Linked DNA regions of Sus scrofa: all the other regions are linked to region 1. A link is a contact called in public HiChIP or PLAC-seq data. All regions are on one chromosome and are shown on one strand. Each heading gives the region's core, a stretch centred on a gene start, on an enhancer-like site or on the middle of the called end of the contact. The rest is flanking DNA. Distances are from core to core; before and after follow the strand shown.

Region 1 (3,662 bases), core at 819-3,318:
TATACTTAAGGCAAATCTTTATTTATTTATTTTGGCTGCCCTGGAGACTTACGGAGTTTCCCTGGCCAGGGATCGAAACTGCACTGCAGTTGTGGGCTGTCCACAGCTGGGGCAATGATGGATCCTTAACCCACTGTGCTGCTAGGGAACTGCTAAGGCAAATCTTTAAAACAAACCTGAGATTTGTTTCTATATCATCGTGACTATGTAAATTTCTCCTCTATGAATGTACCCATTTATACTTTTAGCCAGTTTTGCATTGAAGAATATCTGATTGTTTCCTTTTTTTTTTTTCTATTACGAACAATGCCTCAGTGTACATTCTTTTGCTCTTAAAAAGTAAAAGCCTCTCCCTCCAAATACGCATGGGGATGATATGTAAAATATTTCACAGCTAGTAAGACAAGGCTATGGATCAGAGTAGCCATGGGCTCCAGGGCTGGGTGGGACAGGGTGCTGGAGGTGCCCACTCCCATTCCCAGCCACCCCCCCCCCCAGGCATTAACCCCTTACTTGCTGAATCCTGAGGAGGTCTGAGGGTGCCAGAGGAGGTGTTGCGGTAACCAAGGTGGCAGGGAGGGCATTTGAGAGCCTTGGACAATGTGTACACACAATCAGTATGGCAGTATTTCAATCTTTCAGTAAACTTGCATATGAGCTAAACATCAGCTACCTCCCTTACTCTCCCAAGAGGAAACCACTATAACAGCTTTTTGGATATCATTCCAGAAATGTTCTATAATCTTTAAAAATTTTTGCATAAATCAGACCATACTTGACACACTATATCATGCCTCGCTCTTTTTATATAACAGGATATCTAATAGGTATTTTCATATCAGCATAGATAGATCTGCTGCATTCACAATGGCTTGATTTGTTGCATTGTACGGTTCCAAGAACATAGGTGTGTGTGCGTCTTAGAGTTCTTTTTCCTCATTCTCTTCCTTTCCTGTATCTCTCCCTGATGATTTTACCTGGGGCTCAGTGCACTGACCGTGCCAGCTAGTGAGCCTGTAGTCACCAGTAAGCCAGCTGAACCTCTAGAAAGAAGAAAAAAATTATATAAAACCTCTTTTCAAAGAGCTTACCCTGGACTGCCCAAAGATTTGTTTTTCCCATGTGGTTCCTCTCCAAGGCAAGGCCCTTAAAGACCCCACAACGATACAGAGAAAGTGTTTCCCATCAACACAAAATCAGAATTCATTTTAGGTTAAATCCAGAGGTTCCAGAACTTGAGGCTTTAGTGGTCATTCCAAGTGATTGAAATGCTAGAGCAGAAAATCCACAGTATGTGTGGTGCAGAGAGACAGGCTGAAGCCAGCCAAAGGCTTTTACGAAGGCTGACTTGGAGCGTGCATGAATTTCCCTCCTAAAGACAATTCAGTACTGCAGGGAAAGTTAAACCAGAACAGAAGCTCACCCCTCCGTTCAGATTCTCTTGATTTGAGCCTCGAGTTGTGAGGTTTCTCCTTGGGGATGGCAGAGGAAGGTTTGTTTCTTTTATTGCTATGGAAACAGAACAGCAGCACCTCATTGGCTCGGACACTCTGCTCTTAAAGAGAGAAGGCTGGAGAGGCAGCCATTGAGAAATTCTCCAAGGCTGTGAGACAAGGTATGTTTAAGATACACTTTCTGGGGAAATAGAATTAAATAGCACTCCTAGGCTTAAATGGCTATGGCAGGCAGCATCTGTGATGGATTTGAAGTTCCTCTGTTATTTGCTCACAGAAACCTAAAATGCTAAAGTAGGCACTTTCTTCCTTGAATTTCAGGCTTTGAAATCTATGAAAGTAATCCCCCGGGACAGGAGTCCTTTTCAACCAAAGGAGCTCAGATTTTTTTTCATAAGGGGAGCTGCTTCTTTTCATTATAGAAAAAAAAGCTTGCATATTAAACGCCAGTTACTTTCGTTTTTATTTTACTAAACCACCTCACTCTAAGAACTATATTTGACACATCTTATAATAAAAATTTGCACGAACTAATACCCTTATTACATACTATTCTCACCTACTTATTTTTCATCTATTTAAAATGAAAGCTGGGAGTTCCCGTTGTGGCGCAGTGGTTAACGAATCCGACTAGGAAACATGAGGTTGCGGGTTCGGTCCCTGCCCTTGCTCAGTGGGTTAATGATCCGGCGTTGCCCTGAGCTGTGGTGTAGGTTGCAGACGCGGCTCGGATCCCGTGTTACTGTGGCTCTGGTGTAGGCCAGTGGCTACAGCTCCAATTGGACCCCTAGCCTGGGAATCTCCATATGCCGCGGGAGCGGCCCAAGAAATAGCAAAAAGACAAAAAATAAATAAATAAATAAATAAATAAATAAATAAAATTAAAAAAAAAAATAAAATGAAAGCTGGGAGTTCCTGTTGTGGTGCAGCGGAAACGAATCTGACTAGGAACCATGAGGTTGAGAGTTCGATCCCTGGCCTTGCTCAGTGGGTTAAGGATTCAGCATTGCCATGAGCTGTGGTGGAGGCCGGCAGCTGTAGCTCCAATTCGACCCCTAGCCTGGGAACCTCCATATGCCGCACACGGATGCAGCCCTAAAAAGCAAAATAATAATAATGATGATAATAATAAATAAATAAGAATAAAATAAAATGAAAATTGATCATAAATCCACCAGATTGACTTCATGATTCATTGATAAGTCACCACCCAAAGCTTTTAAAACTTTGTTATAAGTCCATCCATTCATTCTACCCCACACTTATTAGCTACTGAGTACCAGGTGCGGTTGCGTGGTATGGGGAGTTAGCTCCATTCCTGCGCTCTGTAGGGCTTAGGGACTATTGGGGAAATGGACAATAAATTCACTAAAATCACAATGAAGCTTATATTAAGGGCTTCACCAGGGACTGGATTGCAGGGATTTCTGTCTAGTGTAGTGAGTCAGGCAACAGTTTTAACTAGAGAAAGAATCTGACTGGCTTTGCATATTAGAAAGATAATTTTGACTGCACCATAGAAAACCAATGGGAAGGGCCAAGACAGGAAGGAAAGAAACCAGCTAGGAGTCTGTGGCAGTTGGCACATGAGACCCCGTGGGGGCCTCAACGGAGGGAGTAGCAGTGGGGATGGAGAGAAAGAGGACACATGGGAATTGAGGGAGAAGGAGGAGGCAGTAAGGATTCCTGGGTTTCTAGCCCAAGCCATTGGGTAGGTGGTGGTGCCATTTATTGAGATGGGAAATTCTGGGGGATGAAAAGACTCAGGGAGCAGGTCATGATTTCTTGGTCTTGTTGAGTCTGAGACATCCAAGTGGTGCTGTCTGTTACAGAGTTTGTTCCATGTTTGGGGAGTTCCAAAGAAGAGTTTGGGCTAGAAATACTTCAGGAGTCTTCAGAGTAGATAATATCTGAAACCAAGGGAGTGGATGAGATCACCCAGGGAAAGGATGTGTGCAGAGAGCAGGATCTAGAACAGAGCCCGGAGGAACACCAATATTTATGACAGTGCGTCTCAAAGAGTGGGCTAGTTAAAATATGCACAACAATCACTTGAATGAAAGTGGCTTAAATCAAACAAGTTCATAAATTTCATGAAACATAAGTTCTGGAGAGCATGCCGAAATGTCATTGTAGAACTGGGTTCTTCCCATCCTTTTGTCATGCCAGCCTCAGTGTGTTGACATACGGGAGCCCCAAGATTGCATT
Region 2 (3,662 bases), core at 304-2,803, 360 kb after region 1:
GCGGTGAGGTGCGGTGTAGGCCTCAGAGACAGCTCAGATCTTGCATTGCTATGGCTTGTGATGTAGGCTGGCAGCTGCAGCTCTGATTTCACCCCTAGCCTGGAAATTTCTATATGCCATGAGTGCGGCCCTAAAAAGATGGGGAAAAAAAAAAAGTCAACAGTTAACTGTAAGCAAAATATCCCACTCACCATCATTTTATTGAGGTGAAAGTTGCCTTCATAGTACAGTCCAAACTGGGTAACTACCACACCATTCCCTTGACAAGCATCATCTTGCCACATTCCCATATACTTCTCTCCTCTGCAGAGAAATAGAAAAAAAGAAAAAAGAAATTAAAAAAATCAATGATGATAAAGATGAGGTAGGGAAAAAAAAAAGTTACCACATGGGGGATATCAGGCATTACTCGAGGTTGGTATCTTTTCCATTTCTCTGCTTGAAGCAGTTAACTGTCCCCTCAATGGGGACAATGTGACTGCAAAATACATCCTACACAGAGCAATGTTCTCTCTGGAATTTAACATTATAGTCTACCAGATATAGATCTGGAAACACTCCCAGTACTACCTTTGAAAACTTTAAAATACATAACTGCAAAAAATGAATGCCAAGAATTCAGCTTTAAATCATATCACTCAAAATGTAATAGGGAGACTCAAACCTATGTAGTTTTTTGTCACTCAAAAGTTTACGAACTTAAAAAAAAAAAAAAAAAGAAATTGGGTTTATCATAAAAGAAGGCTCATTCTTCAGTTACTCAAACTCAGAGAAATCTTACTAATCTCCATTAAAAGGAAAAAATTAGTACAAACTGTTTATATTAAATAATCATAGAGGTTAGTGATAAGAGCAAAATTTTTAAAATTCCACATGCCGACAATAACATGAGGGGGGAAGGAATATATATTAAGTCCAAAAGCAAACCAGGCCAAACCAAATATGGAGGCAAAAGAACGACATTCCTCCCCCAAAATTTAATTAATTGAATTTAACTAAGTTTGATTCCTGAGTTTCTGGCATGGTAACAAGTCTCTGAGCTGGCAGGAAGATCTGTGTAGATACCAGTCTATGACCCCAAAAGAGAACTTCCATTGATTCCCCTGCCCCCGCCCTCCATCCCAACCCTTTACTCCTGCTATCTACTGCCTGCATGAAAGATTTTTCTTTGTGTAATAATCAAAGATTTGGTAAAAGCTTTGTTTGTGTGCTTTATGGAAACTGCTGCCAATGTTAATTCTGAATGATCCTGATCTTGTAGAGCAGTAACCTGTTGCCTGGTTCACAAGCAAAGGCATAAAATGATGCCTGATAACTCTGTCTTCTTATTAAAAAATGTTCCGAGTACTGCTGAATTAAGACATTCAGCCTTCATAAAATCATCAATGTTTTCAGAGAAGTCTAGGAACCTTAGCCTTGCACGTTAAACTGTGAGATTAGAAGCAGAATACTGTACCTAGTGATATCATCAAAGACACCATATCCTGCTTTCTTATCCATTACCCACTGGCCAATAAACATACTGGGAGAAGAGGAAGTTAATTTTCCGCTTCGTAGGAGCCCATGACCATGACGCATGTTATCTTGAAAACAGCCTTCAAACACTTCACCAGAGGCATAACTGTGGTTAGAAAGAATGGATAAAGATCACAAGCACACTGCATCCTGATACTCATTTTTACTAAGTTTAGTAAATTCCAAATTATACTCAGGTCTTGTTTGCAGCTGTAATTATTTGTTTACTTGACTATTTCTCACCAATCAACAATCTCATTTTGAATGACTGAGTCTAAAACATTGAAGATGTCCTGGGTGGTATTCCGTATTAACATCAGGAAAAAAATGTGTACTTAGTCCCTCATGGGGAGATAAAATAATGCGTGATCTCTGAAAGGATGATAGGTTTTCTCCATATTAGAATCATGTAGTAAGTATAAGATAAATTTATAAGCAAGACACTTAGAGAATTCTATGAGAAAGTTATGGTTCACAGGTTTGTACAGTTTTGTTAAGAACAAAATAATAACCTAACATTTCATCATGTGACAGACAAGAGGTTGATCTTTCAAAGAAGACTCTATACTGTTTCAGTCATAAGAAGAATAAATAAAATTTACTGCTTGGAAATTTGGGCTACACAAATACTTAGGTTTACATAATTCTTTGAAAAAGCAACACCAGCCAGTCCAGCAACCTTTCCAAAGCGATTACCTATAGACTCCTTGACCGCACATTTTTCCTTCTTTCCAATGGCCCACATAATGGTCTTCTTTATTCAAGGCTTTGTTTGGGATTCTGTATTCTCCATATCTGCCAAGGCAAATAAAAACATCTCACAATGCATTGAGGACATAGTCACCTTTAGTATGTATACACTGGTAAACATAACAAGAACAGAGAAGAGGACTAACTACCTAGAGGAGGAAAGGGGTAAATGGGGTCTTGGTTTAAGCTATTACCTATTACCTAAGCTATATGGCAAGTCTTGGAGGGATGGGATATTAATACTGCTTCGCAGAGCGATGAGGTGTTTTAGGCCAAGTTCAAGGAAAAACAGGGAGCCTGTGTCCCAGGCCTTTTTTTTGCTGCATCGCCTTGGGTAAGTCTAGGTACCTGGCTTCCTCATCTGTGTAATAAGGGGGAGTAAATCAGATTATCTAAAGTCTCGTTTCATTCTAAAATTCTATTAAATGGAGACTAAAAGACATCATAAAATTTTATACTATCACACACACACAAAATCACCTATCCAATTTATATAATAATCTTTTTATACAGTAAAACTAATTACTTCTCTAACTTGATACAAAATATTTCACTGCCATATATTTATCATGTAAATATATTTATAGTGTTAGAAAACATGCAAGTTTATATAAAAATAATGTTGTTTGAGTACCATTGGGACAATATATCATTTAGAAGATTTTCCCTTCAACAGATTACAGAAATTAAAGAAAATTTAAAACTACTGAAAGGAAAATTTCTCCATGTCCTTTGTGTAAAGGAAGCATTTCTATCTTAACAGTCTTAACAGCAAAATTACCCAAGGTTCAGTCTTCACAACTGAGAAATGGACAGAAAACACTGTCCCATTTCAATCAATGGAAGGCTGTGTAACTTGAGGTCACCCAGCTCTCAAGGTAAATGATTCATTCTATCTAAATCAAGACTGCACCCTGGATTCCTAGTTCTCTTCATGTTCACACATGTGCATCATGAGCCTTCAAAATATTTCCCAAAACACCAAACAAAATTCTACTGTCTTGGAAATAAGTCTGAACACAAAATAACATAATTTAAGACCATAGTTGAATTTACACCCGTGTTTGCAATCTTCTTACCCGTCTTCCAAACCATTCCTGAACATGCCAGAATACATCTTCCCATCTGGCCACTTCAAAACCCCCCTGGAATGCATAAGCAAAGAATAATGTATGTCAATTAATGCTTCATGTAGTCAACACTTTCTCAGTCATCAGACTATCATCCTCACTCCAGGCATAAATCAAACATTTTCACCTTCCATGAGGCTTCCCTGAAAGCCAGCGTCCATCATAAGTTGCATCCTTCAGGCGAGGATCCTTGTAGAAAGTATATTTGGCACTGCGTGAAATGGGCGGTTCCTGCCTCTGGATACTGCTGCTGCTTCCATAAGGTGG
Region 3 (3,662 bases), core at 817-3,316, 340 kb after region 1:
TCACCTCTGACAGCAGTAGTAGGGAAGAGCACTAGAATTAGAGTCCCAGCTCTGACAAGGAGCAAATCACACCTCTCCTCATCTGCAAAATCAATGGGTTAATACCTGCCCCGTGGGGCTGTGGGCCTTCACCACACATATGTAAGATCTATGTAAACTGCTGTCTGGGTGCTGGATATTTCTGTTTACAGACACTCGCCTAATGACACAGGTTTACCCACCAAGGGAAGTGAAAATTCATAGTTTTTGTTTGTTTTTTGTCTTTTGTCCTTTTTCTTAAGGCCACATCCATGGCATATGGAGATTCCCAGGCTAGGGGTCTTATTGGAACTACAGCTGCTGGCCTACACCAGAGCCACAGCCAGGCCAGATCTGAGCCACCTCTGGACTACACCACAGCAATGCCGGATCCTTAACCTACTGAGCAAGGCCAGGGATCGAACCTGCAACCTCATGGTTCCTAGTCAGATTCGTTTCCACTGCTCCATGACGGGAAATCCAAAAATGTATAATTTTAATGTTTAATTCATATTTATACTTTCCCTGTAAAGTATAAATACAGTACAGAGTCTAAAGTAATAGAACAGTTTCATTCAAGACTCTAATAAAAGGATGAATTATGTTTCTCTTAGAACTGAGACAGCTTAACATCATTTGAAAACTTTTTAGTGAATTTCAAGTTTTTCTTTGTCCACTTCCACAGTTATCTCTGTTTTTCCCTCTTAAGTTAGGATCAAAGACATTTAGTAAACTTACCTTTATGAGACAAATGTGGAATTTGTTTATTCCAAAAATCAAAACAATTCCTAATGGAAACATAAAGTGTTTAACATAAACAAATCTTTGTTTTGGTCCCTTTCCAGTAATGGGCGGGTATATTCTGGTAGGAAGCAGCAGTGAGAAGTAAACGCTCCCTAAAGTGACATTACAACTGGTATACAATTAACTAAGGCCTCATATTTCTAGCCAAAATTTTAAATCCTCTTGTTTTCCTTCCCTGAATCTGTGTAGGGGAAAAAATTTAACCTGTAACTATCAAAATATGTCTTTTATTCAAAGAAATAATACTAGTATTTCTTTTTAAGACTCTTGTCCTCAGCTTATTAGGGTCTGAAAATTAATTTGTTCTTTGTCAGCAAAGACACTATTATGTTTATGTTTAACTAATTATTAGCTTTTTAGGGCCACACCTACGGTATATGGAAGTTCCCAGGCTAGGGGTCAAATCAGAGCTACAGCTACCGGCCTACACCACAGCTACAGCAAAGCCAGATCCGAGCCACATCTGTGACCTACACTGCAGCTCACAGCAATACCAGATCCTTAACCCACCAAGTAGGACCAGGGATCAATCCTGCATCCTCATGGATAATAGTTGGGTTCATTACTGCTGAGCCAATGGGAACTCCCACGTTTATGTTTATTTTAGAGAGATCTCTAAAACCCCAGTGGGATCTGAGGCCTCTACAAAGAGGCACAGATTCCAATGCAGGGAAACCTCATCCACCCCAAAAAACTAAACTTGGGTTTCTTTTAAATTTTTAGGCTGCCCTGTTTCATTTCTTTTGCAATCATAAAACAACCTCGTAAAGATGAACATCTTTTATTATGAAAATTGCTGTTACATTACAGCCAACATTCCGAAACAGTATTTTAATAAACACTTGTCTTGATTATAAAGTAGAGCAGAAACCATGATCCTTTTTGAAAATTGATTAACATCTGCTGATGTTAACATAAAGCAGGAGAATACTCCGTACGCTCACTCTGGTGTGGAGGAGATGAGACGGGAAGAGCACCTATGTTATCTCAAACAGCTACTAGTGTTACTTGAACAATGTAAACCAACCACTTATAACAGGACATTCAAAAAAAAAAAAAAAAAAAAAAAGGCCCAAAGCGAAACACTAGAAGGTTAAAAGATCGAGGGGTCACAACACTTTTGATAGGGGAAAAGCCAAAGCGTGTTTCCTTTTCCTTCCCCTCTGTGAGTTCAGTGCGAGGTATGGGGAGGACCACAATACCAGGTCAAGGACAGATGCGGTTCTTGCTTCCGTATTTCCCAGTCTCTAGTCCTGCTCCGAACATAGCCTGCATGCCGAAGCTCTTCAGGCTCTCATTCACAGGCCTCGGGATACAGCGTTTGCACATGGATGAATGGGGTTCCGTAGCAGCTCAGAGCCAGTGTCAGAATTCCAGTGTATTCACTCTGTAGCCTTGTAAGGAATCCAAGAACAAAATTCCTACGTACTTTCCTAGTCAGGAGGCAGAAGGCTCCTATTTGGACGTGCTCCATGCTGGGGGTTACGGTGTGGTACTAACGGCACAGAACCTCTCCCATCATGAATACCCTGGTGGAAAAGCTTAAAAAAGTTAAAACTGCAGTTTAAAAGTTCCTCTTTCCCCTCCCTCAGCAAAGAAGAAATGGTGCACACATGACTGCAAGGAATTGAGGAAGGCAGAGTGTGGCGACTGTAGTTTCCAGTACAATCTGCTCCTTGCAAAGGGTCTGGGGTAACTGCAGGCAAACCGGAAGCTCAAAAATATTCATTCACTTCCTTAATAGAAGAAGCTATACTGAGAGTTTTTTCTTACAACTTCATGAGCTGGCATACTCTTTACTGTAGGAAGGGAGAGCCTCTTTTTTTCAACAGTAGATGCATATTTGGGGAACTTAACGTAGGCCAGGGACTAAAGTCGATCTGATTTCTTCCTCCTTGTCAATCCTCCCCTTCAACTACTTTTAGTCTGGGCTCAGAGCTCCAATCATTAGCAAGGCTCAGAAACAACAACCAAAATAATACAACGTCCTCATTTCAACACCATTCTTTGTTTGCCACCACAGGAAGATGGCAGATGGTGCTAAAACACTCTGAATAGATAATCCAGTTGTCAAGCTGTTATGCAGCCTAGTTAAGCTTCTCACGCTGGATCTGGTAGTAACATGCCTGAAAAAAAGTTCACAACCATTTCAAACTTACTTGAAAAGAAATTACATAAACATAACAATGCACATGAGACCAAGAACAGAAACTCCTTATGAATACTGATAGCTCAACAAAATCAGGTGCTTTCATTTCCCTGTTTCTGCCGGTCCTCCTCCCCAGCCCATGTCTATTTTTCCGAGTTATAATTAGTAGAGCTAAAATTTCGTAAAATTCCCTCTAACTCTAAAACGGACAAAAAAATTTTTACAAGCTGTATAATATTCTTCATTAAGCAGAAATACCTTAATTTGCTAAGCCACTATTGAACAGACATTGAGCATATGTTGGTGATCAGTTTAATGTATACAAACGACTGTAATCAAAATCACCCAGCATGTTTGATAACCACACTGGTTGAGATTAAGCATCATTCCAGACCTACGGAGTCAGAATTTCCAGGAATGCATTTTGAAGAAGCATCTCCAAGTGATTCTGAAAGTATCCAGGTTTGGGAGTTACTCTTACACAAAGAACACCTCATACAAATAATACACAATATTTTCCATTCTTTAATTTCTTGGGATAAATCTCCAGGATTAGGACACTCAAACTCTACCAACATTTTTGAGGTTGTTGATATAAGTATTAATAACAATTGTTTTTTTCAAAAGGTGACTGCTGGAGTTCCCATTGTGGCTCAGTGGGTTAAGAACCTGACATAGCGTCTGTGAGGAT

Evidence for each region. HiChIP or PLAC-seq counts read pairs in DNA pulled down with a chosen protein or histone mark.
Region 2: an H3K27ac HiChIP or PLAC-seq map of alveolar macrophages shows a contact between it and region 1. The contact joins the enhancer-like site here to the promoter of ALS2CR12 in region 1. A contact is called at or near these places in 4 of 47 Hi-C or Micro-C datasets (heart right ventricle, retroperitoneal adipose tissue, skeletal muscle and 1 more) and 2 of 2 datasets of contacts at active chromatin or transcription factors (alveolar macrophages and skeletal muscle).
Region 3: an H3K27ac HiChIP or PLAC-seq map of alveolar macrophages shows a contact between it and region 1. The contact joins the enhancer-like site here to the promoter of ALS2CR12 in region 1. A contact is called at or near these places in 1 of 5 promoter capture datasets (fetal liver), 4 of 47 Hi-C or Micro-C datasets (heart right ventricle, retroperitoneal adipose tissue, skeletal muscle and 1 more) and 2 of 2 datasets of contacts at active chromatin or transcription factors (alveolar macrophages and skeletal muscle).

Annotation. Positions count from the first base shown.
Region 1 is chr15:104,984,282-104,987,943 of Sscrofa11.1, forward strand. ALS2CR12 (amyotrophic lateral sclerosis 2 chromosomal region candidate gene 12 protein) reads right to left here and starts at 2,069. Exons shown (of 15, transcript XM_021075448.1): 1 at 1,092-2,069.
Region 2 is chr15:105,346,223-105,349,884 of Sscrofa11.1, forward strand. It overlaps ALS2 (alsin), which reads right to left. Exons shown (of 34, transcript XM_021076185.1): 18 at 3,523-3,662; 19 at 3,345-3,410; 20 at 2,212-2,310; 21 at 1,457-1,621; 22 at 192-303. Among named protein-coding and RNA genes, the nearest start is that of MPP4, 28 kb to the left of the region's middle. Within about 2 kb of position 1,554, at least 5 of the 83 cell types and tissues checked have an H3K27ac peak or open chromatin away from gene starts, as enhancers often do. A contact at or near this core is called in alveolar macrophages, where this site is marked.
Region 3 is chr15:105,327,130-105,330,791 of Sscrofa11.1, forward strand. It overlaps ALS2 (alsin), which reads right to left. Exons shown (of 34, transcript XM_021076185.1): 34 at 1,588-2,948. The coding sequence ends at 2,910. Among named protein-coding and RNA genes, the nearest start is that of MPP4, 9.0 kb to the left of the region's middle. Within about 2 kb of position 2,067, at least 12 of the 83 cell types and tissues checked have an H3K27ac peak or open chromatin away from gene starts, as enhancers often do. A contact at or near this core is called in alveolar macrophages and retroperitoneal adipose tissue, where this site is marked.